Linked DNA regions of Mus musculus: regions 1 and 3 are each linked to region 2. A link is a contact called in public promoter capture Hi-C data. All regions are on one chromosome and are shown on one strand. The core of a region is the stretch at or near the end of the contact, and the rest is flanking DNA. Distances in the headings are between cores, read along the strand shown. Region 1 has its middle 30 kb from the start of Gm36297. Region 2 holds the start of Prg4 (proteoglycan 4 (megakaryocyte stimulating factor, articular superficial zone protein)). Region 3 holds the start of Swt1 (SWT1 RNA endoribonuclease homolog (S. cerevisiae)).

What was found. Promoter capture Hi-C pulls out the DNA fragments that hold promoters and counts their contacts. Capture Hi-C pulls out chosen DNA fragments and counts their contacts.
Region 1: a promoter capture Hi-C map of liver shows a contact between it and region 2, with 2.1 times the contacts expected there. The contact joins the enhancer-like site here to the promoter of Prg4 in region 2. A contact is called at or near these places in 13 of 39 promoter capture datasets (3T3-L1-derived adipocytes, the C10 cell line, the HPC-7 cell line and 9 more), 1 of 15 datasets of contacts at CTCF or cohesin (stem cell-derived epiblast-like cells) and 6 of 484 Hi-C or Micro-C datasets (adipose-derived mesenchymal stem cells, cerebellum, cortical neurons and 1 more).
Region 3: a contact with region 2 is called in a promoter capture Hi-C map of adipose tissue. The contact joins the promoter of Swt1 here to the promoter of Prg4 in region 2. A contact is called at or near these places in 5 of 39 promoter capture datasets (the C10 cell line, cranial neural crest, frontonasal cranial neural crest and 2 more), 6 of 115 datasets of contacts at active chromatin or transcription factors (bone marrow-derived macrophages, embryonic forebrain, large pre-B cells and 2 more) and 2 of 9 other capture datasets (adipose tissue and liver).

The regions. Positions count from the first base shown.
Region 1 is chr1:151,023,801-151,027,348 of GRCm38.p6, reverse strand. No RefSeq gene overlaps it. Among named protein-coding and RNA genes, the nearest start is that of Gm36297, 30 kb to the left of the region's middle. Within about 2 kb of position 2,063, at least 90 of the 459 cell types and tissues checked have an H3K27ac peak or open chromatin away from gene starts, as enhancers often do. A contact at or near this core is called in liver, where this site is marked.
Region 2 is chr1:150,463,930-150,467,547 of GRCm38.p6, reverse strand. Prg4 (proteoglycan 4 (megakaryocyte stimulating factor, articular superficial zone protein)) reads left to right here and starts at 1,383. Exons shown (of 13, transcript NM_021400.3): 1 at 1,383-1,399; 2 at 1,952-2,050. The coding sequence starts at 1,975.
Region 3 is chr1:151,426,226-151,429,719 of GRCm38.p6, reverse strand. It overlaps Swt1 (SWT1 RNA endoribonuclease homolog (S. cerevisiae)), which reads left to right and starts at 1,285. Exons shown (of 20, transcript NM_025819.4): 1 at 1,285-1,423. It overlaps Trmt1l (tRNA methyltransferase 1 like), which reads right to left and starts at 1,178. Exons shown (of 15, transcript NM_026876.4): 1 at 618-1,178. The coding sequence starts at 843.

The DNA.
Region 1 (3,548 bases), core at 814-3,313, 560 kb before region 2:
ACCAGTCCCCTTGCCCTTCATGTCTTTTTTGGTGCAGGTCTTGTGCAGACAACCACGGTTGCGGTGTGTTCATGGTTGTCCTGGCTGTGCTATTCCCAGAATACCTCGTTTCATAGCCCCCTCCCCATCCTCTGATTCTTAGGATACCTCTGCTCCTTCTTCCACTGTGGTATCTTGGGTTTGCAGGTGTGTGTTATAACTGTCCTGTGTAGGACTGAGAACTCAACAGTCGCTGATTTTAGCACTTTGACCAATTACACATTTCTGCATTACCTGTCACCTCTTGTAAAAAGAATCATCTTTAATCAAGGCTGAGAACAGAAGTAATCTATGGGTCTAAACAATGCATATTTAGAAGGCAGTTTGGCCACATGTCGATTCATCAAAACATCTGTAGTAATAGTGCTCTCCCACCAGACACACACACACACACACACGTATATGTAATATTTATAAGAACATATATATTATATATAAAAATATATTCTTTAGTAATAAAATATTTGAATGATAAATATTTCAATTAAAAAGCAACTTGTGCGCACATTGTGATTCTACATTTATAAATTAAAAACTACCTTAATATGTTCAGTAAATAAACATTAAGACCCTGCTATGCATATAACAGACTTATAGATATTGATATGTGTAAATGTGTGTGCACTCATGCACATGTATATAGTTGTTAAAAATTCTAACGTTATTTATAGTTTACAATTTCCAAAGAAAACATATTAACTTTCTTTTATAAAATAAACTTTATTATAAAAAAAGACCTTGCAATTAAATAAAAAAAAAAGTGGCATACCAAAGTCAACCAGAACTAAAGTCTTTACAACTTAAGCAACATATGGTTAGAACTGGCATTCAAAATCCTGAGCATATATGTATATATGTAGGTACAGCATAAAATGAAGAAAAAGAACAAGAAAGGGTAAATATTAGGGAAGAGTGAGTACCGAATGCAGGGAATGCTCTCTCTCTCTCTCTCTCCCCTCCCCCCCCCCAATTTGGTGGTCGATATGGGCATAAAACACTTTTGCTACTGAGAGGGTAAAATTTAACATGAAGGTTTTCACGGCTTCCTCTTCAAATGCAGTCATAGGCTTACTGCTCCAGTAAGCACATGGGTGGCCACCAGTGGATCAGCTTCAGAGCCAGTCAGAAAGTGTCATATCACTCACGGCTCTCAAAGCCATGTCACTATTGTACCAGTAGTCAGATCTCGTCTGGCAGGTGGGTATTGTAGCCTTCAGGTCTCACAGCTGGGAAAGGCCATAGATGAATTTTCTCTAGCAGACAGTATAGAACCATCGGCTACCATGAATGCTAACTAATAGAGAGGAAGCGTCCAGATTGGTTCCCGTCTGACTTCTCTGTGCCCTGTGTATGCTGTTCTTGTGAAAGGCTCTTACCATCTAGCTTCTCAGGCAAGAAGAGTAAGGGCAGAGCCTGTTTTATTTGGGAAGCTTCTGGGAGCTCCCTGGTCAACAACTCCCTATATTCCAGCATTTATACTAAAAACTACTTAGAGCAGTGACTAGGTATCCCCTGAGAAAGCGCTAGAGATGCTATTTGACTCAATACTGGATAGATCAGGCACTGGAATGGAGAGGGATTGTACGGGCCTAGCGTTTCCCTCTTGTCCACATCTCCCTATGATTCTAAGATTCTAATGCACTCTTTGAGAACCGATAGCCACACTGTCAGGTTAGTGGCTGATCACTTGACATGGGATGACAGCCCAGAGCTTGCTCCAGGAGGGGGTGTCTCATCCTCTCCGCTTCCCCAGAGAGCTAGCACGAGTTTAGCAATATGAAAGCTTCCTGCCCGTTTTTAGTTTAAAACAGGGCACATAGGCTGCTTAAGTAAACAGGGAGCATTTGAACTAAATTTAATCGGGATGTTGTGGTGGATTGTTCTCTCCGGTTGACAGTCTTGCGTCTCTCCGCTTCGACTTTCCTCCATAACAGGAAGTGGAAGTTCTGAAGCACCGCAGAGGCTGCTCTTGGTATTTCCGGGCTCGCTGAGACCAGAGAAAGGCGGAAGAGACAAATCCTTCTTGTTAGATAACATTCCGGGTTGATTTCTAAACCAGAGTGCACAGGATCAAAGGTCTCCTAGGTACAGATCGGCATCCCAAACTTTGATGCTTATCTAAGCAAACCACTTTCAACTTTCCTCAACCGGTTTTAGTGGGCAGGTACCTGAGATAAGAGAAAGTCTGTTCTGAGGAATGAGGGCAGGGCTCCCACCTAGAGGCTGAAAGTCCCGACATTGCAGTCTGTGGTCACCTGGTTACCTTTTCTCTTTTTCATGACAGAGGTAATCAAAACCTCTAATAACTTGCAGACGAGGGCTTAGAAACTGCAGTGGGCATGGAGAAAACCCTTTCACTCAAGGGTTCTCCCAGTGCAGCAAAACAAACAAACAAAACAGCACCAATACCCTGCCCCCCAAAAGATCTTCTAGGATTTCTTTCAAGAATTTTACCAGAAGCTGAGGCTAAGTGACCGCCCCCGCCGGTTCTATGACATCTAAACCAAGGGAAAGCACACCGAGTTAGAACAGTCACAGCGTTCTATTTCTATTTCCTAGACTTTTGGATGGGAGCCTGGCTTTTAATGGCCGAGCCATCTTTCCAGCCCCGTGTTTCCTAGATTTTATGTTTTAGGTTATCTTTTTCCTTTCTCTTATTTGTTTCTATAGGGGAAAAATGTTTTCACGAGAAGAAATTTAGATTACTTTGAAAACAATGAAGCTTCTGAAATTTGTGAATTAGACATGAGGGTTTGTTGAGTAATGGGGAAACTGAGGAAGCCCACTCATCCGAAAAGGAAGCAAGAGTTTTCAGTTCTTACTGACACTTGCATGGTACGTCATCCATTGCCGCAGCCAAGCAAAGTAAACCTGATAGATTGGGTGTACTTTAGATTGAGTTTTCCCTCTGGGTCCGTTATGGAGCACTTAAAGAAAACTTAAAGCGTAACTGTATGGCTTTCCCCTTCCTTCCTTCCAGCTCCTCCTATATGCCACCCCCAACTCCCTCTCAAATTGATGGTGTCTTTTCCTATAATAATTATTGTTACACACGCACACACACCCGCACGCACATGCACACGCACGCACACAGACGCACAAGTAGAAATAAGGAACCCAGGGCTTTGCAACCTTAGACCACTGTGGAGGTTTGCAGAATGTATCTCAACACATAGCCAGTTTAATTTGGTCTGAGAAAACCAGACACGTGACATCTTACAGTTCACTCTTTAGGTTTTCTTTTTTTTTTTTTTTTTTTTTAATTTTTTTTTCCATTTTTTATTAGGTATTTCGCTCATTTACATTTGCAATGCTATACCAAAAGTCCCCCATAGCCACCCACCCCCTCTCCCCTACCCACCCACTCCCCTTTTATGGCCCTGGCGTTCCCCTGTACTGGGGCATATAAAGTTTGCGTGTCCAATGGGCCTCTCTTTCCAGTGATGGCCGACTAGGCCATCTTTTGATGCATATGCAGCTAGAGTCAAGAGCTCCGGGGTACTGGTTAG
Region 2 (3,618 bases), core at 134-2,633:
TTGGTTCTGAAGATGGTCATATTCTTTGCTAGTCATTTTATCTTATTTATGAAATACAGATGATGATATTTCTACTTAAAAGTATTGTGTGATCATTAAATGCAATGTCTACTAAATATATAGTTAGATGGCAAAATTCAGGTTAGAACAGTTTACCTCCCCAATCATGTCTTGTTCACACACCATCTCGGTGAAGCACTAGGCAGTAGGTTAGCAGTAGACTACAGATACATTTTTCAGGAAATCAATATCTGTTAGTGTTCAGAGACAAATGGACAGCTAATACCAGTACAGTACACTACATTTGTTGACTGTAATCTTAAATGTGACTTGGATTGACACTGGGCAAGTATTTGGAAGGTGCTGAGACCTAGATGAGAATTTATGTGAGATAAGAACAATACGAACAAGGATATTTCATGTGCAAACGGAATAAAACTTGCAGCTGAGCTGAAAGGTTGTTGGCATACACTTCCTTAGGCAGGGAAACTACACTAGGAATGTAAAAGATCTTTCTAAACACTGCTGGTTTTAAGATCTTTCTAAACACTGCTGGTTTTAAATAAAAGGACTATGGGAAATACAGTTTTCATTTTGTGGCTGTTTTTGTTGTTGTTGGTGGTGGGTTTTTTGTTTTGTTTTGTTTTGTTTTGTTGAGACAGACTCCAACTGTGATGTTCAGTCTGGTCTCCAATGGCTAGGCTTGTGAGTCTCTTGCCTCAGTCTCCAAAGAGAGTAGATAGGACTACAGGCTGGTGTCAGCGTGAATGAATTTCAATAGTGTTCTAATGCAAGCTTTTTCATGGTAATGAAGCCTCAAACCCCAATATGTGGATATTTTACCTTTAGGTGAATGGAGAGCATTTTTTTTTTTCTGGGCCCCAAAGAAATGAGAATTCAAGGAAGGAAGGAGGAAGAGGAGGAAGCAGCAGCAGCAGCATGATGTTACATTATTGATATAAATTCATGAGCTTTTTCATCCCAAGCTAACATTAGCGCTGTATCAGAAGCACCTCACTGGGTTTAACTGCCAAGAGAGAAAGAAATGGCGCCAGCTTGAGGAGTTTAGAGTTGCTGCTTTGCACACTGCTCAAAAGCTTCCAGAAGGGTTTACCATCTCAGAACAATTTGTTCACTTCACTTAGAAATTAGAAATGTGTTTTGGCCAATAAATCTAACTTTATTTTGTAGTAGTCATTTTTCTTAATGGAAGTGTTTTCCAGATGTTGCCTAAGTCTAGTCGTCTGGGACCTCATCCAACAAATGAGGAAAGCTTGATTTCATAGGTTGTCACTGTTGATTTTGCCTAACCTTTGGACTAATTGGTTCATCCCAGTCCATTTGCACTGCTATATAAGACTTCCAGCACACTGGAGAAATTTATCTCTCCTTTTTACAGGTAAGTGTCGGGGTTAATATGCTTTTTGTAGAATTAAAGTGTGTCTTCATTAAGTGTGTTTGAAAAAAGTGTGTTAGAGAGTTTTGAAAAGAATCATACTTCTGTGAGATACCTTTTGGAAGCCTGTGAATTTATACTGAGTTAAGTTGGAAGGTTGGAAAGACAGCTTGGCTACTTTTGCTAACCTCACTTTCATTGAAGCTGCTCGTTTTTATCTCCAGGACAGGATTTAAGCCCCGCACTGTGAGTACAGACTGCTCTTCCAACATGTTCTAAAATAAGCCTGTTTTCTGCTATTAGTCTGAGGTATTACAGTGGTTGGCAATTTAATTGAGATGGCTTGTTTTGGTTTTTTTTTAAATTATTATTATATTAAACAGAACAGTGACTATCTCAGGAATTCAAGCTGATTGCCCATAGCTTTTGCTCTAAGGACGGAGTGGCTTGTTATTGAATTACATTTCGAATGTTTCTGAATGCTGTGCATGATAGACACGTTATTGAGTGGTGAGATTAAAGAGCGGGTTTCTGATGTTTTTATTTTATCTCAAGCAAGGGCGTTGCATCCGAGAACCATGGGGTGGAAAATACTTCCCGTCTGCTTGTCGCTGCTGCTTCCTGTTGTCTTGATTCAACAGGTTTCATCTCAAGGTAACTTCAGCGTCAAAAGCGCTTCTATTCAGTCACTGCTACTAAGCACCCAGTTGGCTTTTATGGCAACAAAACCAACAATATCTTTCTCAGCATATGCACTTCAATGATTTAACAATGTGCAGCCCTGAACTTGAAAGGCACGCAGGGCATTTGTGTGTTATGGAATTCTCATCTTTCCTTCTGCTTGTGAGAGCGCTGGAGGAGTTCTGAGTTTTGATAAAAAATAATGCTCCTTCTCTGTCCCCTCCGAATTAAAAAATAAAATAGACATTTACATAATAAAATCATGCTGGAGACACATAACACCATCAAAAGAAATGAAAAAAAAGTAATATTTAAGTAACAGGTTATGGTTGTATGTTGACAAATTTGGTTATGTTGACAAATTTAAAAAAATGTTCTATTAGCATTTTAAGTTCACACACAAAGTAATTGGTTTCATTGTGATAGTGTGTTTGTATATATTTTGCCTGTAAAAATATGGATTGGCTCACAAGTTAGCATGTCATCTCTATGGACGGAGCGGGCAGATGAATGCTCTCTGTATCACTCTATAGTGCTTGAGCTACAGAAACACTCACAGGAGATAAGACTTGTCAAGCCACAAGAACTCCTTTGATAGGATAAGGAAATATTTAGATGTTGGCCAAGGAAATTTGTAAAGAAAAAATTCACATTTTATAAACCTATATTACTACCATATATTTACAATAACTAGGTGTGTTGACAAATTTAGCTGAACTTTTGCATCAAATAAATTGCTATAAAGCATTATAAAGTAATAAATTATTACTTTAGCATCATGCTGACATAGATAGCATAGTATAGGGCACATTTACAGTGTTTCAAATGGAATTTTATTAGCCTTCAATGCTCTCTCTTCCTTGTAAGGGACTAGTCACCCTATTATGGGCTTTACAAATCTGAATGCCACTTCTTATTATAATATTGCAAAGTTCAGTCCTTCCGAGTTGGTTCTGGGTCAGCTCCTATTTAGAGAGCCTGCTGTACACTCAGCATAGCCAAGGTGGAGCGAGCAGACAGCATGAGGGTCAAGTTACTTAGTCATAGCAACATGCATCTTTAATATATTGTGTGCTCTCTTTAACATACTCAGCATGAGAGAAGGAAAATAAGGATCTGTAATTACTACCGTGGCATTTTATTTTTAAGAGAGACATTTCTGGTAAAAATTTCTAAAAGTCTCATTGAATTGGAACACAACAGATGACAGCTTGCTGGAGCACGATTTCAGAATCACTCAAATAAGACAAGCTGGAGAACCACAGGAACCAGGTATAAATGCCGAGTTAGGAAATGATGGCCACAGTCCCCTGCCTCAGACCCTTCAGCCTTCTCATGTGGTATTAAGATTCTCAACATGGCTGTTCCTTTATACACTCCCTTCCTTTGTGAAACAATGCTTATTCATTGAAAGTTTGTGAAAATTAATATGACAATCAGTGGGACTGGGAGATGATGGTTTGGGGCTATATGTCTGATGCACAAGCATGAGGACTGGATTTCAGATCCCTGGCACCCACATGCAAAGCTAGATGCAGTGG
Region 3 (3,494 bases), core at 36-2,535, 960 kb before region 2:
TATGAACCGAAAAACCACCACTCGGAACATGTATAAACACATTCAGAAAATAAAAATATGGGCTATACGTTTTCACGATCGTTGTCCTTTGGAATGAAGTACAAAGCTCAATTAGTATTTGGCAGATACAAGAGACGGAGTTTCTATTCTCGGGAGCAAAGTATACTCCAGCAATGAGACAAATCCATCAGTGTGTATAAGTCCTGACTGAAAAATGCTTTCAGTTTCTCAATCTTGATCTACTACTACCTTAGTACCTCCATTACTGTAACACAGTGGAAAGTTTTAAAACTATTGTAGACTGGGTTGAGATGGAAACTACTAAAGACACTAACGGACACAGCCACTAATTTCATTGTTTATTTTTCTCTGCCTCACGCCTGGCCTTCATATATCCTTCAGGATGATATCCTCGAGGTTTATGGAAGAAGTATCCCTTTCCATGCTGTATTCCTTTTACTCTTACCTGCCGCTCTGGTTCCTCCTCCTCCTCCCATTTTTCTAAATTTGCCTTTCCACATTAAAAAAAACACCCTGGAGAAGGGCCTCCCCTATTCCCCAGCGAGGCATGGTTTCTCGCTTCTCTGCGGCAGAGAGATCAGGCCGTCTGCACTTACTGCTTTCAGCCTCCTCGGGGACAGAGGCTAGGGACGGGGACAGGGCCGGAGCCGGGGCCGGGGCAAGGGCTGGGGCTGGATCCGAGTCCGGCGTCGGAGCCGAGTCCAGAGCCGTATCTGCGGCCGGAGCTGGGACCGGAGCCGAATCCGGGGCCCGGGTCGGGACCCTGACCTGGGCCTCCTCCTTCTCCTGGGGTAGCAGCTCCTCCTCCGCCATATTCTCCATAGTTACGGCCTCCGAGCCAGGGGACGCGGAGGGGACTCGCGGCGGAGTGGGTTAATAGACGTTAATGCACACAGGGCTGGATCCAAGGGCGGGGAAGCAATTGGGAAGGCTGTACGCGTGCCACAGACAAACGGCGGAGCTCCAGTGACCCAACCCTGTCAGCAGAAAAACTGAAAGCCAGAGGCAGCGGTTCGACCCTTCGCCGGCTTCCCCTTCCCCGAGGCGTTACGACGCCACCACAGACTGCGCAGAAGCGTGTGGCGGACAGTGTCCAATGAGGAAAAAGAGTTCCGTTTCCTCGGTACGTCCTCTGCATCACTGGCCGCCACCGAACCGAAATAAGACTACAACACCCAGGAGGCATCGCGCCTCATGGGCGGTGCTCAGTTCCGGTCCTTGGAGGAAACACACACAGAGCGCCGAGAACTCTAGAATTGCCTGGAGCGTTCGGCTCCTGGCGGGGGTCCGAGTACAGAACTACATTTCCCAGTGTGCAGCGGGCTCTGGGAAGGCGCTTTGGGTGTCCGACTGGTCCGGGGAATCGCCACTGTCGCTGTGGCTGCTGCTGCCGCGGACTCAGGTAAGTTAGGGTATTCCGGGCGCGTGGACATCTCTCTGGGCGACAGCTTTTCACTGCTGGCCTCCTGTACCCGGACGTCGGTCGGGCTCGGGACCCGCGAGCTGAGGTCTGGGCCGGGCGACTGCGGGGGCTGGTCGGAGGTCGGCCGGCTCGTGGAGTGTGTGGCCGGGTTGCTCCAGCTGGACCTGAGGCGGTGGGGGGACCGATGGCGGCTTGTGTGGGGGTGGGCCGAGGCAGTTTATGAATCCCAGAAGCACTTTTCTGTCAGCCCCCTGAGGTAGAGTCCTGACTCCGCTCTCCACAACTTTCCCCCCCACAACTTGCGACCCGGACGCTCTTCACTTTTTCAATTTTGCCTCTAGGTTAAGGATAGCAGAATAGGCGCGGTGTGGTTGTAGGAGATTGTTTTGCAGTTTTGACCTGTTTTGTTTTGTTTTTTTTTAGGCTTTTACTAACAAATGTATCACTTTGATGCATTTCAGATTCTCTAAGGAATATGGCCAGGGAATCCTCTGCGCCTCAAGTTTTATAAATATATATATCCTGGACTTGTTTATCACCGAAGTCTTATTTGTTCTCTTCACTTTATTTCTAATAAGCACACTGGAGCAGACTGGAAAAACAAAACAAAAACAACCCAAATTGATCTTTCTTTCAGGTTGCCTGCTTCGGACTGTCTTGAGCGTTTAAGGCAAGAGGGGAGGTTCTCAGGTTTTTTTCCTCTGTTGGGAAACCATAGGAGACGGTGTGTGATTGTTTGTTACTTTGAAATGCTGTCTGGAAGTTTTGCTCTCTCATTGTCCTTCCTAGTTGGAGTGTTTGAAGGTGTTTTTCCTTCCCCAGTTTAACGTAAACTTTGTCCCCACCAGTCTTTTGCAAGTTCTAAAGCCCTTAAGGGCTACGAATGTACTTATCTCAGTGGTAAAGTATTTGCTTAGCTCCTTAGCTTAAAGGTCAGAAGCCTGGCCCCACAAGACGACTGAAGGCCTTTTAACCGCTTTTGGACTAGGATTCCTATGTGGGGAGTTAACTATTTAACGATTAAAAGTGAGACAATAGCACCTATTACAACCTGTAGAAATGGTAACTAGGACCAGAGAGATTGTTCAGTGGTTTAGGTCACCTGCTTTTCTTGCGGAAGACTCTTATCAGTTCCCAGCCATCCACTTGACAGATGGAAACCATCTGTAACTCCAGGTCCCAGGGATTTGATGCCCTCACAGAGACTTGAATGCAGACAAAACACATAAAGCACATAAATACATAATATATTAAAAAAAAAGAAATGGTATTATTTTTAATTGACAGAACACCTCACCCCACCTCACCCCTCCCTCTGCCTTTGGTATTCATAACAGGCACTGTGTCTTAGCTCTAAATGACATCCTTAGTACTTGTAGTACTTGTTTTTTTTTTTTTCCCATTTATAAAAAGAGTAAATGATTAATTTGAGAGCTTGACTCAATATTTTAACCTTATTTAACACCAGCTAGAAAACAGATGACAACAATTTAATGTTAGCATGGGGATTCTGTGGCAGTTTAAATTCAGAATTTCTAAGCATGAGGGAATTTTCAGTTTAAAGGCTTAGGAGAGTATATTAAGCATCAGTTGCATTACTGCATAAGCTATCTTATATTTTTGTTTGTTTGTTTTTTCACATCAAGGTTTCTCTGTGTAGCCCTGGCTGTCTTGGAACTCACTCTGTAGACCAGGCTGGCCTTGAACTCAGAAAAACAGCCTGCCTCTGCCTCCCAAGTGCTGGGATTAAAGGCGTGCGCCACCACGCCCGGCCCTGTTAAGCAACAATAAAAATAATTTCAACAGTTTTTGTGGACCAGGAATTAAAAATGAACTTCCTGGCTGTATTAGGATTTGGGTCTTTAACGACGATATACTGAAGCTACCTGGTAGATCCACTGTTGTCAGGTAAAGACTTGACATGGGTCAGCTTCAAAGTTACTCACATGCCAGAAACTTGATTTTGGTTGCTGGACTATTTGAGTGACTGTGTTGTGGAAATGTCAGTGAAATAAACCCTCCTCAAGTTGCTTTTAATCATGGTTTTTAT